2 separate regions of the Mus musculus genome follow, and region 1 is linked to region 2. The links are chromatin contacts, called in public Micro-C maps. All regions are on one chromosome and are shown on one strand. Each heading gives the region's core, a stretch centred on a gene start, on an enhancer-like site or on the middle of the called end of the contact. The rest is flanking DNA. Distances are from core to core; before and after follow the strand shown.

Region 1 (2,745 bases), core at 35-2,534, 69 kb after region 2:
GTCTTCTTTATCTATCTCCACTCTGACACATGGTTGGGTGCAGGTGTGTGTAGCCATGCCCAGATTTTTACATGGGTGCTGGGGATCGAAACTCAGGTCCTCATGTACTCACAACAAGCAATCTTACCCACTGAGCCATCTACCCACCCAAACCATACCTTCTTGATGGTTGTTTCTCAGCCTTGTTTCCCATCATGTTTGGAATGATGCTCTAGTGGGGGGGGGTATCCCAGTGAGAGATGTTCATGTGTCCAGAAATCTTTGCAGGGTCTTCTGAAAGTGGTCTAGGGGCTCTAGGTCTTGACATCTAGTCTGGGCACCTCCTATGTATCCAAGCAAGGTCTCTATACAAATCAAATCAGAGGATTCCACTAATGGTTCTCAGCTTTCTGTCTCCCAAACACATGGCAGAATTATATTTCTTGGCCTTCTGTGAGTATCAGATACCCTAAGCCCGTGTGTGTGTGTGTGTGTGTGTGTGTGTGTGAGAGAGAGAGAGAGGGGGGGGGGAGCAGGCAATCTTTGTCAAGTTAAATCTCTAAGGAACTTTTTTCTCTTTTCTTTTTTCTTCCTCTCTCTCTCTCTCTCTCTCTCTCTCTCTCTCTCTCTCTCTCTCTCTCTCTCCTGGACCACAGCCTAGCTAGCACTCACCACATGGTTAGTTAACCTCTCCATTTGGGGACAGCTTTCCAATTGGGGATTTTTTTTTTTTGTCAACACTATTGGACTGGATTAAAAGTCTCATACAACAGTAGGCAAACTGACAGTGCGCTTAAGCCATCGCCTCCAGCAGGTTTTGAATGAGTTCGCCACCATCCACAGCTGCCACTCTTCAATTCTCTGCACCATCGCACAGCTCTTGGTCACCTTGACTTCTTTCCAAGTCCCCATAGTGGTGGAGAAGCCCGTCAAGCCCAGAGTTCGCGAGCTGGCTTGCTGGGTGCCAGGGCTCTCTTCCCTGCTTCTAACTGCAATGCCTCACTTGTTCAGAACAATGACGTGGTGGCAGCAGCAGGGTTTTCTTCTCCACAGTGACTCAGTTATCACATGGGAACTCACCTCCATGCAACAATGGCCTCTGAAGACACTCCCAGGCAAGCTAACCTAGAAAGCCCAGAAGGGAAATGCTTTGCAAACCAGGAGAGAAAAACCTCAATAGCTGTGGGTAAAACTGATTGAAAGCTTCACACACCGGAGGTGGGAACCTGCAGGCAGAAACACAGTGGCTGAATCCTGGGGCAGGATGTAATCCCTGCTTCCCTCTGCTGCAGCTGTTTGCCTCCCCACTGAGCGTGTCAATGACGTCAGGGCTGACGTCTGAAGTCAGCGGACATTTGGAAGATGCCTGTGACCAACCGTACACATGAGCTCTGTGGGAGAGATGCAGATTGAGGCTGTGTGGTCATGGCAGCATATACCAACACCCCGAGGAGCAGCCAGGGATGCTATCTGTACTTCTTGGGCAGAGGACACATGGGGGTAGAATGAGTGTCACCAGTGGGGGTGGGGGTGGATATTGAGTGGCACATGTATAATTAGTTCATCATGAATATTTACTGCCTCGGGTGCCTTAAATACAATTGGTGCCTTGTAAATATTTTGTGTGTCATATATTTAGTACCTCAAGTCTATCAGGAGTCTCGTGACCCTTCCACCCCAGCAGTGTTCATGTAGGTCTGACATTTCTCCCAGGTAACTAACATATTTATTGATGATAATTTTTAGCAGGCCCGCTTGTCTTGATTTCTATGGCAGAATCAAATATGCACAAAGAGTACCAGAAATATGTATTGATTTTGTCACTTGTAACAAAAATGGAACAGGCTATTGATGGCCTTGATTTCCTACACTGTGATGGACTCTGTGCTGGGCTCTTTCCAGGAGTTCCACACAACAACCCAGCAACATAGACCGACCTTCCTTCCTTCCTTCCTTCCTTCCTTCCTTCCTTCCCTCCCTCCCTCCCTTCTTCCTTCCTTCCTTCCTCCTTCCCTCCCTCCCTCTTTCCTTCTTCTCTCTCTTTCCCATCCCTCTTCCCCTTGTCCCTCTTTCTTTCACACTCCATCTTCCTCTCCCACTCTCTCCCCATCTTTTTTGCTTGTTTTTGAATCAAGGTCTCACTATGTAGCCCAGACTGGCTTTGAACCCACTATCCTTGCCTGACCTCCTGCAGGCTGGAACTGTAGGTGTGTGCTGCTGGGCCTGCTATCCTTGCTAGTTATCTGAGGACTCTGACATGCAGAGAGGCTTAGAACTCCCCACAGCCCATACCTGGTAAGAAGCACGGTCAGAGTTAGAAATCCGATTTGGTATTGGCATTGTAGGGACTGGGAGAACACACCCAGACATCAAATTCTCAGCACAAAGATTTATTACCCTGGAAGGAGCAATGTGGGGCTCTGATTCTGTATTTATTGGGCAAAGATAGCAGCAGGTGTCTCTGCAGGTCTGTTGTTGTTGTTTAAGGAGAAAAGGGGAGTCTGTGCTAGGGTGAGTGGGTAAGCCCTGATTGGACAGGTTAACAGGTGTAGCCAAATAATGAATTTTGATAGCTGAACCTTGAAGTTTTAGTCAATTAGATCTAAGGACGTGGCCACACAAGGAAGTAAAACCTCGGTGGCCAGCTTTAGGAATGTAATCTAAAGGTTTAGCGAGAGAGAGGGGAGGGAGAGAGGGAGCAGAAGACACCTATGTTAGCCATGCGCAGGCCTGTTAGAGAGCCCTTCATACATTCCATCGTGCTTG
Region 2 (2,700 bases), core at 167-2,666:
CCAGACAGCTTAAGGTAACACAGTGGGTGACGGCTGAAGGGTGGATTGACTCCAGAGCCCGTGTTCTTTCCACGGGAAAAAAAAACACAGGAAGTTTCATAAGGGCGGGGACTCAGTTGGAATGTAGACGAACAAGCCCTTTTGCACGTGTGTTGGCCCATCCACTGCTCCCCAGTGCAGGAATGTCTGGCCTTCTGCCTGTCTCTGAGGTAATCCCTTAGCTGTGGACTCAGCCTGACTGTAGGTCTGGAGTGTAGACTCAGCAGACCAGACCCTGAGAGACATTCCTGAATATCGTGCAATCCACGTTTCACTAACAAATGCCTCTTGGTTCCCACAGATAGTGCTCTAACCCTTCCTCACCTCATAGCTGTACTCACGAACTCCTCCAACCTGAAGCAAACCACTATCTCTTTTCATTCCTTGGGTTCCGGAAAGTTCTTTTTCTCCTTACGTGAGTGTTTGGTAACCTCTTCATCTACAGGAAGACAGGCAAGGGGCCATAATCTTCAAGTGAGCTGGTACACTGGGAGGAGCACGTCACTGCCTTACACAGGCAGGCACATATTTAAAGCTTATTTACCAGTCTGGGACTTTAGATATGGAGCCAGTTGGAGTGAATGATGAAGAGTTCAAATTCCAGCTTTCCCCTAGAACAAAACAGTTCCTCCAGTTGTTTTCATGTTAAATCAGTGTGGTTAAAGAAATTGAAGTCATCTACCTGTCTCTTTTCTTCTCTCTCTGTTTGTTTCGTTTTCTTTTCTTTCTTTCTTTTTTTTTCTTTTTTTTTTTTTTTTTCAATTCTTGAGATAGAATCCAGGGCCTCACACGTTTACCTGGTAGCCTCAGAGACCAGAAGAAGGCATCAGATCCCTTGGGACCGAAGTTACAAATGATTGTGAGCTGCTGTGTGAGTACCAGGAACTGAACCTGGATCTTCTTCAAGAGCAGAAGATGACCTTAGCCTCAGAGCCGTCTCTCCTGTGCCAGCTAGGTGGGATTTAGAATCACCTAGAAGACATACCTCTGAGTGTGTCTGTGAGGATGTTCCCAGAGAAATTCCACCAAGAAGGGAAGACCTATCCTGAATGTAGGTGGCAGGATCCCAAGGCCTGAGGTCCTGAACAATACAAGAAGGAGAAGAGGCAGCCACCTGTACACTCACATTCTGTTTCTCTGTCTCCCGACTGCATGTGATGCAGCCAGCTCATGTTCTGCCACTGCGCCTTCCCCGCTGTGATCGATGCTAGATGCATCCTCTCAAGCCAGGGGTTGGGAGACTCCCCTTCTTCCTGAGCTGCTCTCTTGTCACGTGTCTTGCTAAGGCAGTGAGAGAAAGAAATAACTGTGACTTGGAAGGCTGGGATTAAAATTTCCAGTTTGCTCACTCACACATCTGCCATCTGGCCCGGATAGACCCAAGCAGCTGGAAACTAGAGTAAGTAGGGGCTTTCCCGGCCTTCACCCCTAATGTGGCTACTCTGTGTGGTCTCTCAGCCATGGAATTTCTGAGGAAGCCAGAGTTTTTAACAGGTTGGCTCAGGGCTCTCAAAGCATGTGGTCCCAAGACAGAGAGCCATATGGAAGCTATCTCCTCTCATGCTGTAACCTTGGACATCACCTAGCATCTCTTCTGGCATATGCTATTAGTTGAGGTGGTCACAGAGGTCTACCAAGGTTTAAGAAATAGAGACATTTAGTCTAGATGTTGATGGGGGTGTAGTAAGGTCATAGTAATATATGAAGACTGTATGCGATGGGAGATACTACCATTTAGGAGGAAGAACTCTGCTACAATGGCAGGAGCGAGGAAGCCACTTTTGGCAGTCTTCTTTTGTTTGAGTTTGTTTTTAAAATTACATTAGCTCACACCCACATGGATGTAGGGTATAAGCTGACAGGGAGTAAGCTCTTTTCTTCTACCGTGTAGGACTCAGAGATTGAACTCAGGTTCTCAGGCTTGGCAGCAAGCCTTGTGTTCTGATATATATATATATATATATATATATATATATATGTGTGTGTGTGTGTGTGTGTGTGTGTATGTATATATATATATGTATGTGTATGTGTGTTTAACATATATTGATATATATATAGCATATATAACATATATAGTATATATGTTATATATAACACATATATCACACATATAATGTTATATATAGCATATATAAATTAACATATATATAAATTATTAGAATTTATTATTATATTATATTAACATATATGTTAATCAGAATATACATATATATATATATTCACATATTTACTCTTCTGTTCCTTCTCCATAATATTCTTACTCTCTTTTCAAGAAGATTAACACAAATTCCTATCTAGTCTCAAAGGCTGGACTGTTGGCATGAGAATCTCCATGTATGACTTCTGTAGTTTCTTCCCTCCCTGGGCTGACTCGCACGCCACTCACTCCAGCTCCCGGGAGGAGGAGTCTGAGCAGCCTCCTGTGTTGGTCAGCTTTCTATTACTGTAACAAATGCCCCAAATAATGAACTTATAAACAGGAAAGGTTGATTTCGACCTTCATCATTGGGGGGTTTCAATTTGTGAACAATTTGCCACATTGCTTTGGGCCAGTGTTGCCATGTCACAATGGGTAGAGTATGGTTCGCCTCATGGTTGAGACTGACAGAGATAGGAAGCAACTGGGGTCCTATAATTCTCTTCAAGGGTAATATCCTC

The links. Hi-C and Micro-C count contacts between places; a contact is called where the count stands out from the background.
Region 1: a contact with region 2 is called in a Micro-C map of muscle stem cells, with 2.3 times the contacts expected there. The contact joins two enhancer-like sites. A contact is called at or near these places in 14 of 484 Hi-C or Micro-C datasets (the G1E-ER4 cell line, embryonic fibroblasts, embryonic stem cells and 5 more) and 1 of 115 datasets of contacts at active chromatin or transcription factors (embryonic fibroblasts).

The regions. Positions count from the first base shown.
Region 1 is chrX:12,435,002-12,437,746 of GRCm38.p6, forward strand. No RefSeq gene overlaps it. Among named protein-coding and RNA genes, the nearest start is that of Gm14635, 81 kb to the left of the region's middle. Within about 2 kb of position 1,285, at least 6 of the 459 cell types and tissues checked have an H3K27ac peak or open chromatin away from gene starts, as enhancers often do. A contact at or near this core is called in muscle stem cells, where this site is marked.
Region 2 is chrX:12,365,600-12,368,299 of GRCm38.p6, forward strand. No RefSeq gene overlaps it. Among named protein-coding and RNA genes, the nearest start is that of Gm14635, 12 kb to the left of the region's middle. Within about 2 kb of position 1,417, at least 4 of the 459 cell types and tissues checked have an H3K27ac peak or open chromatin away from gene starts, as enhancers often do. A contact at or near this core is called in muscle stem cells, where this site is marked.